Regions from separate parts of the Gossypium hirsutum genome. Here region 2 is linked to region 1. Evidence: chromatin contacts called from public Hi-C data. All regions are on one chromosome and are shown on one strand. Each heading gives the region's core, a stretch centred on a gene start, on an enhancer-like site or on the middle of the called end of the contact. The rest is flanking DNA. Distances are from core to core; before and after follow the strand shown.

Region 1 (7,746 bases), core at 2,728-5,227:
ACCAAGCACTGCTCCGAAAATGGAATGGCCTGAGTTAGTAGGCCTTACCCCTGAGGAAGCAGAGAGAAAGATCAAGGAAGACATGCCAAGAGTCCAGATTCAGGTGGTCCAAGCTAATTGCTTTGTTACCATGGATTTCAACCATGGAAGGGTTCGATTATATCTTGACCATTCAGGAAAAGTTGAAAGGCCTCCAAGAATTGGCTAAATCTAACTTGTTTGCTTTCGAGAATAATATTACAACGTCATAGTTGTTAAGACATCATTAGAATCACAGGTAAACAATGAGCAAAACTTTTGCATGAACGTATGTAATAAAACTTGGAACTTTCATTTGGAGTTGAATAGTTGAAATCAGATGATTCTCTTGTTATGGGGTAGGAAAGTCAGAAAATTCAACTGGATGATGGTCATAATAGAAAATAGATGAAGCAAGATAGAAGTGGTCCCCCGAGATATTGTTTTAGCATCTTATATCAATGTAGTGAAGTACTGAAGTATGGACAGCATTCAATCACCTTTTTCTTCTTCATCCATAAAAGAAAAGGAAACCGTCAAATGTCTTCTCCCCTTTTGCTTATTTTAGCCATGGGTTTGGTGTTGGTGGTTCATTTGGTGTGTCTTGGTTTTGTCTGATATCTATCTGTGGTGATCTTGAGTCTTGTTCTTTGGGTATTTTTGTTTGCCTATTAAAATGTCAAACTCCCACTGCGCCACTAGGCCACTAGTAGAAGATTCTAACTGTAACAACCCCACTATTTCCATGGCCTCTTTCAATCATAAATATACAATTGATATCAAGAGGGTAGAGTTAGCACATGGTCATGACCCTAACATTGGTCTTCTGTTTTGTTTTTTTCTTTCTTAAGCCCAATATTTGAAGTACTGTTCCATATGTTTAGCCAATGAATGGCAAGTCTGCGCAGTTTTAATTAATACTCATTTCAATCTCAGGCTTATGAAGTTCCGTATTACCTTTAAATCTTAGTGAATTTGCAGTCCAGTTTCTAATTACGAATTCCAACATTTTTATGGAACTTACTTTCTTCCCAAAATAAGGAAAGTTTTAGACATCTATTAATCATAATTAAGACATTCTAGTTAACGACAATAATGCTCGTAAAATATAAAAGGACATCAGATGTTAAATCACAAATACAGAGGTAGCTTAGTAAGAAAAAGAATTATTAATGACATCACACTTTTCCCGACCATAGTTTGCTACAGAAGATAAAGCAATTAAGGATGCTACAAACATGTGAAACATCAATGTCTTTGTTTCCCTTTGTTAAATGTCCCATAGTTTTGCATATGATACAAGCTCAGTCATTGAAGAAAATATATATTGATAAAAAAAGAAGAAGAAGAAAAAAACTGTTTCAGACACTATCTAGTTTCTCTAAGAAGGGAAAGTGGAGAGGTTGAAAGAGAAGCAAAACTAGTAGCAACATTACCAGTTTCCATGAATGAATTTGAACTCATTTTATCAAAAGATGAGGACGCAAATGAATTCACAAAAGCATCAAACCCTTCTGCATACCCTTTATTGCCGTCAAATGATGCCGGCGGCCTCAAACTTTCCGGCAGTTCAGCCTCTCCATCTAGATACCTCACTACATGCCTCATGGTAGGCCGTGCCACCGGCATGTCATTTGAACACATTAGGCCTAATTTAAGCACCATCGACATTTCACCTTCATCATATTTGCCATTCAGCCTAATGTCTGCCACATCAAGGAGTCTCCCTTGTATGAACTTCTCCCATACCCAATCAACCAACACTAATTCCTCAGGCAAGGCCTTCGGCTCAATTGGCCTACGCCCACAAGCAACTTCAAGCAATAATGCACCAAAAGCAAAGACATCGGAGCACGTTGTGGCCTTTCCTGTCTTGGGTAGCTCTGGTGCTAGATATCCCAATGTACCAACCACCCGAGTTGTCCCCGGATTTGAACCGTGTTCGTACAATCTTGCAAGGCCAAAATCTCCTAATCTTCCATTCAATTCATTATCTAATAACACGTTACTTGCCTTAACATCTCTATGAATCACAATTTGTTCATAGCCTTCGTGTAAATAAATAAGACCCGAAGCAACACCTTTGATAATACTGAATCTTTGCTCCCAATTCAAGATTATTTTAGGCTCATCAAACAAAAACTGATCTAAGCTGCCATTAGCCATGAAATCATAAACAAGAAGAAGATCACCTCTTCTCCTGCACCATCCCAGTAACTGAACCAAGTTCCTGTGGCGAAGCCTTCCAATACTAGCAATTTCTGATACGAATTCACGCAAACCCTGCTTCGATTCATGAGAAACTCGCTTCACAGCAACTTCAGTCTTTGAATTTCGAAGCGTTCCTTTGTAAACTCTGCCAAATCCACCTTGACCAAGTAAGTTTTTGTCACTGAAACCATTGGTTGCTTTCTTGAGTTCTCCATAAGAATATCTTTGTGGTCCAATCTCCAGCTCCCAATCTTCAATCACATCAGCGTTTTTAATTTTGATAATGATATAAATGACAATGGAGACAGCAATTATGACAAGAATGACACAGGAAACAGAGACACCAACTGTTAAAGCTGTATGCTTTTTTAGTGGTCCGGGGAGCGAACGCAGAGAAGATAGATCGAGAGCCTGAGCTTGTCCATTGATTTTAAAGCTCCAACCTAAAACATAATGCGAGCTAGCAAGTAACCCTGTTGAAGCTGAGAAACCAACGTACATAAACTCTTGAAGAAACGGTGAAAGATCTACATGATACGACAAGATCGGCAATCTGGGTCTTGTCGAATTCGGTGCGATGGTTACATTGAAGACGTTTTCAACTGAATCATAATCGATCCAAACTTGGATAGGGTTTCCACTTTTGAGAGTAAGATTTTGCTTCGTGGAAACATCGGTGAAGTAAGCGGCAGGAGCCGAAGCATTTGACACCATGCTGTTGATGTCGATGCCAATATGGTTGTCATTGATGTCCTGGAACTCAAAATCCTGCACCGTGTCGAACTCTACTGCAACCAGATGGTTTGTGAGGTTCCCATTATCAGTTGCGTTAAGGATTCCTAGATACTGACTTGGAAGTGCTTTCAGATCTCTAGAAGTGGCGATTGTGAAAGCAAGGCCATGCCCACCTAGCTTTAAATACTCAGGAACTATAACGAAAGCAAAAGAGGTGGAAAAGGAAAAAGCTTGCCCATTGCTGGATTTCTTGAATCTAAATGGAGAGTTGTAAAAAGCATGACCCTGTAGACGACTGGTGTCATTTGTTAAGCAGAGAATGCCATGTTTATCAATCCGTGCAATCCCTGTTACTGTTAAGTTGCTGGGGTTTAAGCCTTTGAATCCAGGGAAGAACACCTCGGTGGACTGTGAAGAAGCAGCTGAGATAAAGAGAAAGAAAAGTAGGAGGAAATAAGCCATGTTAAGGGCAAACGAGAGATGGAATCAGGGTAAAGAAAAAGGATGAGAAATTGAAAAAATAAACGTGAGAGAGATGGGAATTTTAATTTAAGCCTTGAAGAAACAATATTGAGAGCACCTTTTAGGTGTGGTTTTTGTTGAAAGAGTAGTGGAAACTTGAAAGAGATCTCATGATAATGATAGAGATTAGAAGGGCCAGTGAAGGGTTTCCAAGCAGAAAGCTCGAAACATTGGGCACCAATTTGGGTATAACACATATATGGGCCAACAGCTATAGATAGAGAGGAAGTGCAACAGATGGTGACGCGTGTTCTGGAATTTGGTCAGGTTCTGGCACAGACCACACCGAGCAGAAGAGGGTTTCATTTATGGGTGCCTTTTCTTTTTTTCCGGATTAGCCCACATCAGTTACCCTTTTAGACCTTGGAAAGGAATTTATTTGACTTCCGAAGTTGATTTAAAACAAACTCGAAGGGGATTCAAGTTTATTGCTAATCTTCCATTCTCAAATTGTATTTTTCTGTTGAAAATTAAAAATAAAATATTCTCCTTGATGCAGCCAAGAGCCAACAGAGGACTAAAGCTTTGTTTATTCAAACTCAAGGCATTCAAGAAAGCAGGCAGGCTGAGGACAAGAGTTTTTCCCGGCAAAATGATCCTTTTTTACTCTTTAACTTAAAACAATTATAATGGATAACAAGGATGTAACGGTAATGTTACTTTACTTTAGCATTATTTTTAAGAAGTGTTCATGATAAGTGATTTTGATAAATATTGCTAAAATGTGTTTTTAGAAATAAATTGTCTATTTAGATAGTGTATTATAAAGTAATAAATAAGCATTTAAATAATGTTTAAATTAGTTAATATTATGATATTTTAATAAGAATATAAAAAATAATTTATTATAATTTGTTGTTAATATTTTAATATATAAAAAATAAATTTTAAATATTTTTTAAGCAATTAACTAGAGAAAGGAAAGTATCATATGCTTGATGAATGAGATCGTAATTAAGCTGTCAAAAGTACTTTTTAGATAGAAAAGTTAAAAATTTTAACTTCTACTTTAGGAAGAGTACTTTTGAAAAGTCAAAAATTTCCTTCAAAAGTTATTTGTTTAGTATTTATTTTGCTTTAAAAGTGGTTTTTATATTAAAAGTGATTTTAAAAAGTAATGCTAAACACAGCCTTCATCTTATAATTCATCGTTGAATTAATTGTTTAATTTAATATTTATAATAATGATAAATGTATTTATCAAATTCTTCTATTATAAAGATTTGATCAAATGAGTTCATTTATTATTAAATAGATCAATTTAATCCATAAATTGAAACGAAATTAACATTTATTATTTAAAAAATGATATGATTATTCATAAATAAATCAGGTCCATACAAAATATTTCATTATAATCATAAAAAACTTTCAAAATATAATTTTATTAAACAAAAATAATATTTTTAAATAATAAGTGTTAATTCTATTAAATTTAAATTTTTTTTGAAACATTAAGCTTCCATTATGCATTAATTAGAGAAATTTGAGTCAAAACAAAGAAAAATAGAACATTTTCTTAATCAGCCCTTAGGCTTCCTAAATCACGCCACCTGTCCCTATATTCATTGCATCCTGTGGGTGGTGCCTTGGGCAGTTAATCCTACTCCCTAAACAAACATCTAGACCTCACATGAACTGAAGCTCCTCAATTCAAATCCTAATAAATAAAAGCAACAAGAAAAATCCTAAAATCAAAAAAACCTTTCCCCTTCCCTTCTCATTTTTAACTACATCTGTTGAAGAGTTTCTTTTGCTTGAGAACTTGGAACCCACAAGATTTTGTGCTAAAACAATTTTCTTCCCACAGTTCCTTCTATTAACTGAGCTCATCGGAGGCCTTGTTCTTTCTTCTTCGGACTCAGACCCTTAAAACTGTCATCGACTCTGTATCCTCCTTTTTCCTTTCTTTGTTCCTTTGTCTCTTTTTTTTTTTTTTTAGTTTTGCGATTTTGGTGACTATAGTTCTCATAAATAAGAAACCAGTGTTCTTTTTTGTGTTTTTGTGCCCTCATTCCATACCCCTTTGATCCTTCTGAATGAATGGATCGTCCTCCCTCGGAGTTTTTTTCCACCCAAAAGGTCGGCAAATCCCTTCCTTTTCCCCACATTACGATCACATGTGCTGCTTCATTTGCTTCCTGAGGTATGTGTCGATACATAAGACTTCTAAATTTTCTTGCTTTGTTTCTAATTTCATCAATAATTCCTCCGATAACTGACCGATCAATATAATCATCATTTTTTTGAAGCTTTTTTACGACATTCAGTGAATCTCCTTCTAAAATGATGTATTGAAACCCTAGGTTTTCTGCGAAGGCTACTTCGTGAAGGCGTGCATAGGTTTCTACTATTGTTGCATCTCGTATGTTCTCAATCGAGTAGGTGCATGAACCGATTACAAAACCGTTGTTATTTCTTACTATAATTCCAGAAACTGCCCTATTATTTGGCTTTTGAAAACTGGTGTCGAAATTAACTTTAACTTGGTCTTCTGATGGGGGTTTCCATTGTAGATCTTGTATTCTGTGGTTTCTTACAAGATTATTGTCCAACATTTTAATTTCGTTTATAAAGGCTTTGATGGAACTTATGATGTTGTTAATACCTTGTCGAACACCTGCATGATAAAACAAGTTTCTATTGTGTCAAATCGCCTAGAATGCGATTGCTAAACATATTCTCTGTTTTGTATTATTTAACTTAAAAGTATCGGTTAACCAAATTTTCCACTCTGTGTTTTCATGCATGGTTGCAATTTGAACATCCATCTTTTGGAGAACAAGCTTTGCAACGTAACAATCGCATAAGACATGTGCAGTTGATTCTTCTTTTTCACCACATGTCGAGCACATCGCTTCAAATATGAGTTTTTGAATTTAAGATTACTTAGAGTAGGCATGAAATTGTTTGTAATCCGCCATAGGTTGATTTTAATTTTGCTGGGAATTTTTAAGCCCCATAGTGCTGTATAATAAATTTTCATTTGGTCTATCACTATTGTATTTTCATTTCCCAGCAAATTTATATCTTCTGTAAGACACCACTTGTATCCACCCTTCACTGTGTATTCGCTAGTATTGTCTCCCCGCCAAACTCTAATGTCTGGCTACAAAATGTTCATCAGAGGGATAGATTGAATCCTTTCTTATTGGTCTTCATAAAAAAGATTTCTTAACACATCTTTCTTCTAGATATTTGACTTGTTATTAATTAATTCTTCCACCATGGTATATCTCCAATCAATATTATGAATTTTTAGTTTTTTTGTTCCCAGGATATGGAAGCCATATGTCATTCCAGATGTTAATAGTCTTTCTGTCGCCTATTCTCTAACCAACCCCTGATTTTAATAAGTCCCTTGCGCCCCGTATGCTTCTCTAGGTAAAAGAATGGTGAGTTCCTAAGTCAACATTTAAAAAATCACCACGTGGGTAGTAGATAGCTTTCATGACTTGAGCTAGTAGACAATCAGGATCGGTAAGGAGTTTCCATCCTTGCTTTGCCAACAAGGCTTTATTAAAATTTGATAATTCCCTAAGACTCATCCCTCCCTGCGCTTTTGGAAAACATAAAAACTTCCAACTACACTAATGAATTCCTTTATTTATTTTTAAATTTCGGCACCAAAATTGCATAGCATAATGAATTCCAACTCATGGCATAATGAAATTGATAATCGGAAACACTACATAGCATGAATGGGTAAAGCTTGTAAAATTGATTTGATAAAAATCTCTTTCCTACCTATGGAGAGATTGCGTATGCTTTTTGATAAAAATCTCTTTCCTACCTATGGAGAGATTGCGTATGCTTTATTCTTTTACTTTTGTTAAAAAGTGTTTTTTAATTTTAACAAAAGTGTTTTTCTTTGTAACATCTTGAAATAGGTTTTAGTTAAAACAGTAGTTTCGGGATCACAAATTTTATATCAAAATATTTATTTTATAATTATTATTAGGTCTAGAATATGAGTATATGTATGTGTTAAAATTTCATGAAGAAATTTTATGAATAAATGTTCAATTGAAAATTTAGGACTAAATTGAATAAATTGTAAAATTTAGATTGTAGAAGTAATTTATATGAAATTGATTTATATTATAAATTAGAAGGTCTTGAGGATTAATTTTCTTAATTTTGAAAGTTTTTGGACAAAATGAGTTTATATGAATGAAATTTTAAAGAAAGTGCTTAAAGGTATTTTGATCATTTGGCATTAAATAAAATGAAAAAAAAAGGCAAAAATTAGTCATTTCT
Region 2 (7,746 bases), core at 3,110-5,609, 160 kb after region 1:
TTTTTGGTGGGACATTTTAAAATTTTAAAAGATTCACTTAGTATTTATGTAACAAAAAAAATATAATGTCCCTAGATTTAATAGAAAATTTTAACAGTATTAATAAATTTTAAAAATTCACATCAACAATTTTAATTGAAATAAAGTATTTAGATTAACTAATGACATTATAAAAGTTGAAGTACCAAATAATGTCAAAATTAAATTTTCATATTTGAGCGAAATATAGGGATTAAATTTGTAATTTAACCAATTTTATATAATCTCGAGAAAAGTAGAGGGATTAGAATTGATATTTGGCAATTAGCTTCTCATGTCAAAAAGAAAAAAAAAGTAAAAAGAAAACAATTGGTTTTGGTTTGGAGTACTGAACAACTATCATGTAAAAATAGAGGGATTAGAATTTATAATTGGCCATTACCTTCTCATCTAGAAAAAGAAAAGAAAATAATTGACATTGGAATATTGGATAGGAAGCATGTAAAATATAGAAACATTAGCCAAACTTTTTGAAGCTTACGAATTAGGGTTTTATATTGTTATGATTGTAAAAATGAAAGTTTACATTTTATATATTTTAAAGGATAAATTTTTATTTTTATTTTTGAGAGGGCAAATCATATACTAATTTTAAAAATATAAAAAAAACTAAAGTTGAAATAGTTGAAGCCAGGCTCCCCTATATTCATTTAAGAAAAAAGAAAACAATTAATATTAAATAAGTGTAAATTGATATTAATCAGGTGTCGTGTAAGGTGTGATGTAAGGAATGCCTTTAGTCCTTCCTTTATATATATATAGTAGTATAGATATTAGACAACCAGTTTGTGTTTATGTAAATAAGAAATTAAGCAAGAGAAGGAAATAAATCTAAACACAATATAAGTTGACTTTTAACACTGTTTTCGACTCTCTTTTTTTATGACGAGGAAGACGACCCATTGTTTGCGTATTACTAATTCATGCAAATTACATCAATTATACACTAAATTACTCTGATAAGCTTAGACTAGACATTTTTTTATCATTACAGAGACCTCTCTCATTGTTGGTCGTTCTTCAGGCGATTTCCTTGCACACATCAACCCAATATTTAATATTCTGGCCATGCCGTCAGCATGTTCTGCCTGCCATTCTTTTGCCTTAAGTTCATTATCCACAATATCATAAATATGATCAGGAAGATGCATTGAAACCCATTTTTGCAAATCCATATCCCCACTGAACAGATGGTCTATGGGTCTTTTCCTTGTAAACATCTCAAGGATCAATATTCCAAAACTGTAGACATCGCCTCGCGTTGAGACCCCCGCACCCATGCCATATTCTGCATTGCTGGATAAGATCAGTTCTAAGATGACTTTGAAAAAAAAATACCAAAAAAAAATGTAAAAAGGAGTATAAAAAACAATACCTGGAGCCATGTAGCCAATTGAACCTTTTAGTCCTACGGAGATACTAAGATGAGCATTAGGTGAGTTTTTAAGTAGGATTCTTGCAAGTCCAAAATCGCCGACATGAGCTGACATCTCTTCATCCAGGAGAACGTTACTCGGCTTAAGATCACAGTGCACAACGGGGCTTTCGCAATCATGATGCAAATACTCTAGTGCTAAGGCAACATCTTGAGCTATCTTCAACCTCTGGTTCATGTCAACAACTTTTTCAACCTCACAGTCTTCAATTCTTGGGTGAAGCAATTGTTCCAAGTTTCCATTTGGCATGAACTTAAGGACTAAAGCCTTGAAATCGCCTGCTGAACATACGCTTATGATTTTAACAAGGTTCCGGTGCCGGATACTTCGAAGAGCCTCACATTCAGCTATAAAGCTCTTGGAAGCTCCATGTTGCCCCATTTTGAAGACCTTGATAGCTGCCAAACTTCCATCCTCAAAAACACCCTTATAAACTGACCCAAAGCTACCCTCTCCAATCATATACTCTGGACTGAAATTCCGGGTAGCTAATTTGAGATCGTGTTGTCTACACATTGGATACATCTCCGGTGAGTTAGCCTTCTCATTAACCGCACGGAGGTCAGAATCTTTCTTTCTTACTAACCAAAAGACTAGCATGGAAACGATGATGATGAATGCAACCGAAGCAAACGTCGCTGCTAGTACAATTTTCAACTTTGAACCACCCGACTTTTTTTCATGAGAATCACATTTAGGTAGTCCTAGATTAGGTACTCCACCACAAAGCTTGAGATTCCCCGACAGAGAAACGGCTGTTGAATTCTCGAAAATCCCTCCTTTTGGAACCTCCCCTGATAGTTGGTTCCTGGACAGGTTTAAAACTTGCAAGAACTTCAAAGATTCTAAAGAAGCCGAGATGTTACCAGTGAGGTTGTTGGAAGAGAGGTCAATATACTCTATCGCTTTCAATTTGTCTAGAGAATTTGGTATGGATCCCTGAAACGAATTTCTAGACATATTCAAGTACAAAAGGCTTGAACAATCTCCAATGGTAACTGGTATATCTCCTGATAATTGATTACTTGCCAAGTCTATCGCTTGAACCATATTTAGATCACCTACTTCGGAAGGAACAAATCCGCTTAAAGAATTGAAAGAGAGATTCAAGACCTTTCCCAAACCTGGGATTCCAAATATATCACCGGGTATAGTACCATTAAGCAAGTTCACTGACAGGTCTAGCAACTGAAGACGCTGACAGTTTCCCAAGCTTGAAGGAATGGTCCCTTCTAAAAGATTGTTGCTTAGATGAACTTCAGCTAAATAGGTCAAGTTTCCAAGAGACTCTGGTACCTTTCCTGAGAACTTGTTTTCGTGTAAGAAAATGTACTGCAGGTTTGGCAAAGTTCCTATTGAAGGTAGAATGGTGCCGGTTAAGGAATTGTGTTCGAAAGCAATCAGGGTTAAGTTGACCAAATTGCTTATTTCTCCTGGCAAGCTTCCATGGAAAAAGTTGTTGTTCATCACCAACAATGAAAGTTGTCTAGAGAGGTTGCCTATGGAAGATGGAAGCTTACCAGTAAGCTGGTTTTCCGCCACGGAGAATACTTGAAGTTGGGTAGAGTTTGCCAAAGAAGCTAGGAAATCCATGCCACCCGCTCCATCATTAACCAGCTGATTACTCTGTAAGCTCAATATTTGAATGTTTGGCAGGTTCCCTAGCCATGGGATTTGGCCACTGAAACTGTTGTTTGCGAGATCAACTCGAGTTAAGCTTGAAGCATTGCCTATGGATGGTGGTATGCGACCAGACAAGAGATTCCCTCCCACGAAAAAGGTGGTTAAGCTGGTTTGATTAGTAAACGTATCTCGGGGAAGGGTACCAGTGAGTCTATTAACAGCCATGGCTATGACAATCAACGAGGAACTATTGAATAATGAACATGGGATTTCACCAGAGATATTGTTAAGGCCAATTTGAAGATTGATTAAGAAGGGAAGGCGACCCAACCCTTCTGGTATAGGCCCTTTCAAGCTGTTTGACCTCAGAATTAGATTTGACAAAGAAGAGAGATTCCCAAAAGAAGATGGAATAGGACCTGTGAGAAAATTTTGCATGAAGGATACATCTTCAAGCTCTGAAAGTGCACCTAATTCGTTTGGAATGGTTCCTTCGAGTATGTTGATTGACAGATCAAGATAAGACAACTTTGAACATAAACTTAACGATGCCGGTATTGTTCCTCGAATTCGATTAGAAGCTAGAATGAGTGTTCTCAATCGGAAAAGCTGACCAATTTCTTGTGGAAGGCTTCCAGAAAAACTGTTGTTTTGAAGGTTGAGGTAGCTAAGAAAAGAAAGGTTACCAATGTGAGGAGCAATAGTACCCACAAGGCCAAGGTTTTCAAGGTTGATACTTGTAACTCTCTGTTTAGTGACATTACAATTTACACTAGTCCAGTTGCACAAGGAAGAACTGGGATTCCACGTCTCAAGAACCCCAAGAGGATCATCAGTTATCCGAGACTTGAATACAAGAAGCGATTCCTGGTCCGTATTGTTGTTGAACCTTGGCAAGCCTTGGGAACCACCCAGCAGTGGATGGAAAGTGAGGCAGATGAGAATCAGAATGATGGTTTTTGTGGACATTTCTGTTTACTTTAGGCTTGGCTACATTGAGGTGGAGGATGGGTTTATAACAAATTTCAAGTAATTGAAATACTGAAGTTTCTGACGTAAGTATATATTTAAGTAGTTGCTTATGGTTACTGCAAATCAAGCCAGGTTGATAGTAAACAGTGCTGACTCTAGGCCACAAGAAAACCGTTGAATTTGGGGTTTTAATTATTTGTCACCATCACAATCAATCTTTTCTTATAAGAATGTGAACTCACATCATTGCTTTGAACGTATTTGCCTGCATGTTGATGTCCTTTAAATGGAGTTAGATTTATCTATATATGAGGCAAAGGTTGTAGGTTATTTACCATAACTATGTTTTTAAGAATGGAAATAACTTTTATGAGTCTTTTCGCCATTTACTTTTAAAAAAAAAATAATAATAATAATTAAATAAGGATGTTGTCTGTAATTTCAAAAATAAAAATACAGATTATCCTCTCTAAGTCAAGTTGTTTCAAATATTCTTTCAACTTCAATATTTGGTTTCTAAGTAATGGGTGTTCACCCTCGAAGTCACATTGTAATCTCCCTTAATCGGATTTATATATGCCTATAAATTTAACAAGGCATATAGTAAAAGTAGTGAGGAAATTTCACGTGAACCCAGAGGTTATTTTTTGCAGGAAAAGATCCAGCTGAGACTTTTGAACAATTCGATTACGATTTCACAACCATGATTGAAGACTTTCAACGAGAAGCCATATTGCGTTCAAACTTTGAGTGGGTTGTCAAAATTTCCGGTATTTAAAGTCAATGGTTGACATGGATGAATGGAGTCCCAGTTCGAAAAGATAGATAAAATGATTTCTTTTTATTTCTCTTCACTCTAGAATACGCAAGTTTTCAAGAAATGATTACCAACCGACATTATAGATGGTGGGTTATATATTTTATTAACTCAAATATGGGACATTTGGTCAGTCAGATATAGCTGCTTGCATTAAATAGGATATTTTCTATTTAAGTGGACATCCATTGTTCTCTAAAGCTCAAAATCCATATTCCAACCAACCAATGGTTTTCATTTTCTTTTCTCTTTTTAAACCTATTCTTTTACAATAATTTATAATTCTATTTTAATTCAGATAATATGTTTTAATATATTTAAATTCACTTCTTTTAATATAATATATAAATATTTTTTTGTATATGATAACAGTCTAATTTACATGTTTAGTCTGCTTATTTTAATTAAATCTTAAATGAGTTCTTTCTACTTCTTGGGAGTATAATAACAAATTGGAAAGTTTGATTAGAAAGAATCGATGGAGATTTTTAATGTTATATATGATAATTTGTCCAATATATGAATTAAATTAGAAACCTGTATTTGTAAAAAAAAAAATGGGCTAGTTTTAAGTATTCTATTTGGTTCTTTTATTAGTTACAAAAGCAAGATTGAAAAGTCAACAACATCGTTGATTTTTTTATTATTTGATTTTATTATATCGGTTTATTTAATTAAATTTTGTTTCTGCTTATTTTTACTCTTATTCCGATTTCAATTATATTTATTATTTCTACTTTTATCAAATTTAAATTTCCCTTTTGTATTTTTGCACAAGAGTCACATGTCGTGAGCATGATAACTAGCTAGACTCAATCTGGTTGAGCCAAACAACAATTTTAGATATTCCAATCTCTGTGGGATCAATCCTACTCCCTATACTATTATTTAAACATAAAAATATTATTTTTTATGGATTTAACAAACATTAACATATAAATCTCAACCAACTCTAAAATTGTTAAACATGATTAATCAAATAGTCTTTTAAAATATTTAACTTTAATATATATACATAAATTTTCGTGTTAAAATTTTAAATTTTTAAATAATCATCTTTTATATGACTAAATTACCTAAAAAAACTATTTTCCATGCATATTTACGGAAATGGACCAATTATACCATTATTTACCGGAAAGGGCCAATTTTTACTAAAAGCGCCTACGTGGCCACGTTTTAGGGGAAAAGCCAGGAAATCGCTCCTTTGAGGAAGCGTTTTTTGCCACATCAACCAAAAATGCCCTTACGTGGAAGCGTTTTGCTAACGTGGTGAAAAACGCTTCCTCAAGGGAGCAATTTTCTCCGTGTTTTTAGATGTTAGGGATATTTGCATGTTTAGTCCCTATGGGGTTTTTAGGGCTTTTAGGGTTAGGATTTTGGTAAAATAAGTTAGCGTTTAGTATTTAGGTTTTTGTTAAAACAAGTTAGGGTTTTAAAATTTTAATAGTTTTTAAAAATAAATAAGGATTTAGTGTTATTTTATAAAAATTATTTAAATTAGGGTTAATGGTTTTTAAATAAATTAAGTTAGGGTTTTAAATAAATTAGGGCTTAGGGTTTATGGTTTTAAATAGATTAAGTAAATTAGGGTTCTAGGATTTTAAATAAATTAAGTTACTATTTTAAATAAATTAAATTAGGGTTTAGGATTTATTAAATTAGGGTTTATATTTTTTAAATAGATTAAGTAAGTTAGGATTTTAAATAAATTAAGTTAGGGTTTAAAATAAATTAAATTAGCATTTCGAGTTTATTAAATTAAGGTTTATATTTTTTGTTTAAAATTAATTAAATTAGGGTTCTAAGATTTTAAATAAATTAAATTAGGGTTTGGGGTTAAAATTAATTAAATTAGGGTTTAGTTTTTTTAAAATAACATTATGTTTATTTTTTTAACAAAATTGACTATTTTTACCATGAAAAAATAATTTTGAAAAGACGTTTCTGAACAAATAGTGTCAAAAATGCTGTAAGCAGGATGCACTGTCAGCAAAAATACAGAAACAGCTCCCATGTGGACGCTCTTTTGCTATAGTTGTTCCTGAAAAAATAATTTTGAGAAGACGTTTCTGAACAAATAGTGTCAAAAACACTTCAAGCAGGATGCAATGTCAGCAAAATTTCTAAAAAAAGCTCCCACGTGGACGCTCTTTTTCTATAGTAGCTCATACTTGGCCTTAGGCTATAAACGAGGCAAATATCATTCTCAGGTTGCATAAGTATCAACAAGAAAAATTAGAGAGGCTAAGCAGAATAGAAATTGAAGATGAGTGAATGTATTAGTGTTGTTATTTACTATGGTGGTAAGGTCTGTGACATAGAGAACGACGTTGTTTTTTTATCAAAGAACACAGTGCGAATGGCTTTTAACCAGAGTATAGATTTTACAGAATTTCGTAAAAGAATTAAGTGCAAAATCTTCGAAACAACGCCAAGTAGGGTTTCTTCTATTAAGTATCGATTTTGTGCTTCGATTGATCCCGTGACATATGACTCATTTGATATCAAAGGTGTTCGTAGCTTTAAGGCGATGGTGCAGACTCATCTCGCTAGTGAATCACCCTATCTTGAGTTATATGTTCAATTTTTATCGCCAAATGAAACATTTGCAAATTCAACATCAACTATTGTTCGAGAGGAATACACGACCCTTAGCCGAAACTCCGTTAGTGGGAGGTAGAACACAGAAACGCCCTTATTTGGTGGCAGTATGGAAAACACAACTCCTGCACGACACTTAGTTAGTGGATGAGACATGCACATCGATGGGTTAATGTTCAATGCTAGAAATACATGTTAGGGAACAACATCAACTTCTAGTGGTTGGTAATCTATATATGATTGGGGACGTTACGA

Evidence for each region. Hi-C and Micro-C count contacts between places; a contact is called where the count stands out from the background.
Region 2: a Hi-C map of leaf shows a contact between it and region 1, with 2.3 times the contacts expected there. The contact joins the promoter of LOC107948921 here to the promoter of LOC107948922 in region 1. A contact is called at or near these places in 6 of 34 Hi-C or Micro-C datasets (callus, hypocotyl and leaf).

The regions. Positions count from the first base shown.
Region 1 is chrA04:73,774,215-73,781,960 of Gossypium_hirsutum_v2.1, forward strand. It overlaps LOC107948922 (L-type lectin-domain containing receptor kinase S.4), which reads right to left and starts at 3,978. Exons shown (of 1, transcript XM_016883585.2): 1 at 1,165-3,978. The coding sequence starts at 3,426. The coding sequence ends at 1,387. LOC107948924 (subtilisin inhibitor) reads left to right here. Exons shown (of 2, transcript XM_016883586.2): 2 at 1-357. The coding sequence ends at 208.
Region 2 is chrA04:73,934,119-73,941,864 of Gossypium_hirsutum_v2.1, forward strand. It overlaps LOC107948921 (probable LRR receptor-like serine/threonine-protein kinase At3g47570), which reads right to left and starts at 4,360. Exons shown (of 2, transcript XM_041111374.1): 1 at 1,415-4,360; 2 at 848-1,327. The coding sequence starts at 4,067. The coding sequence ends at 1,005.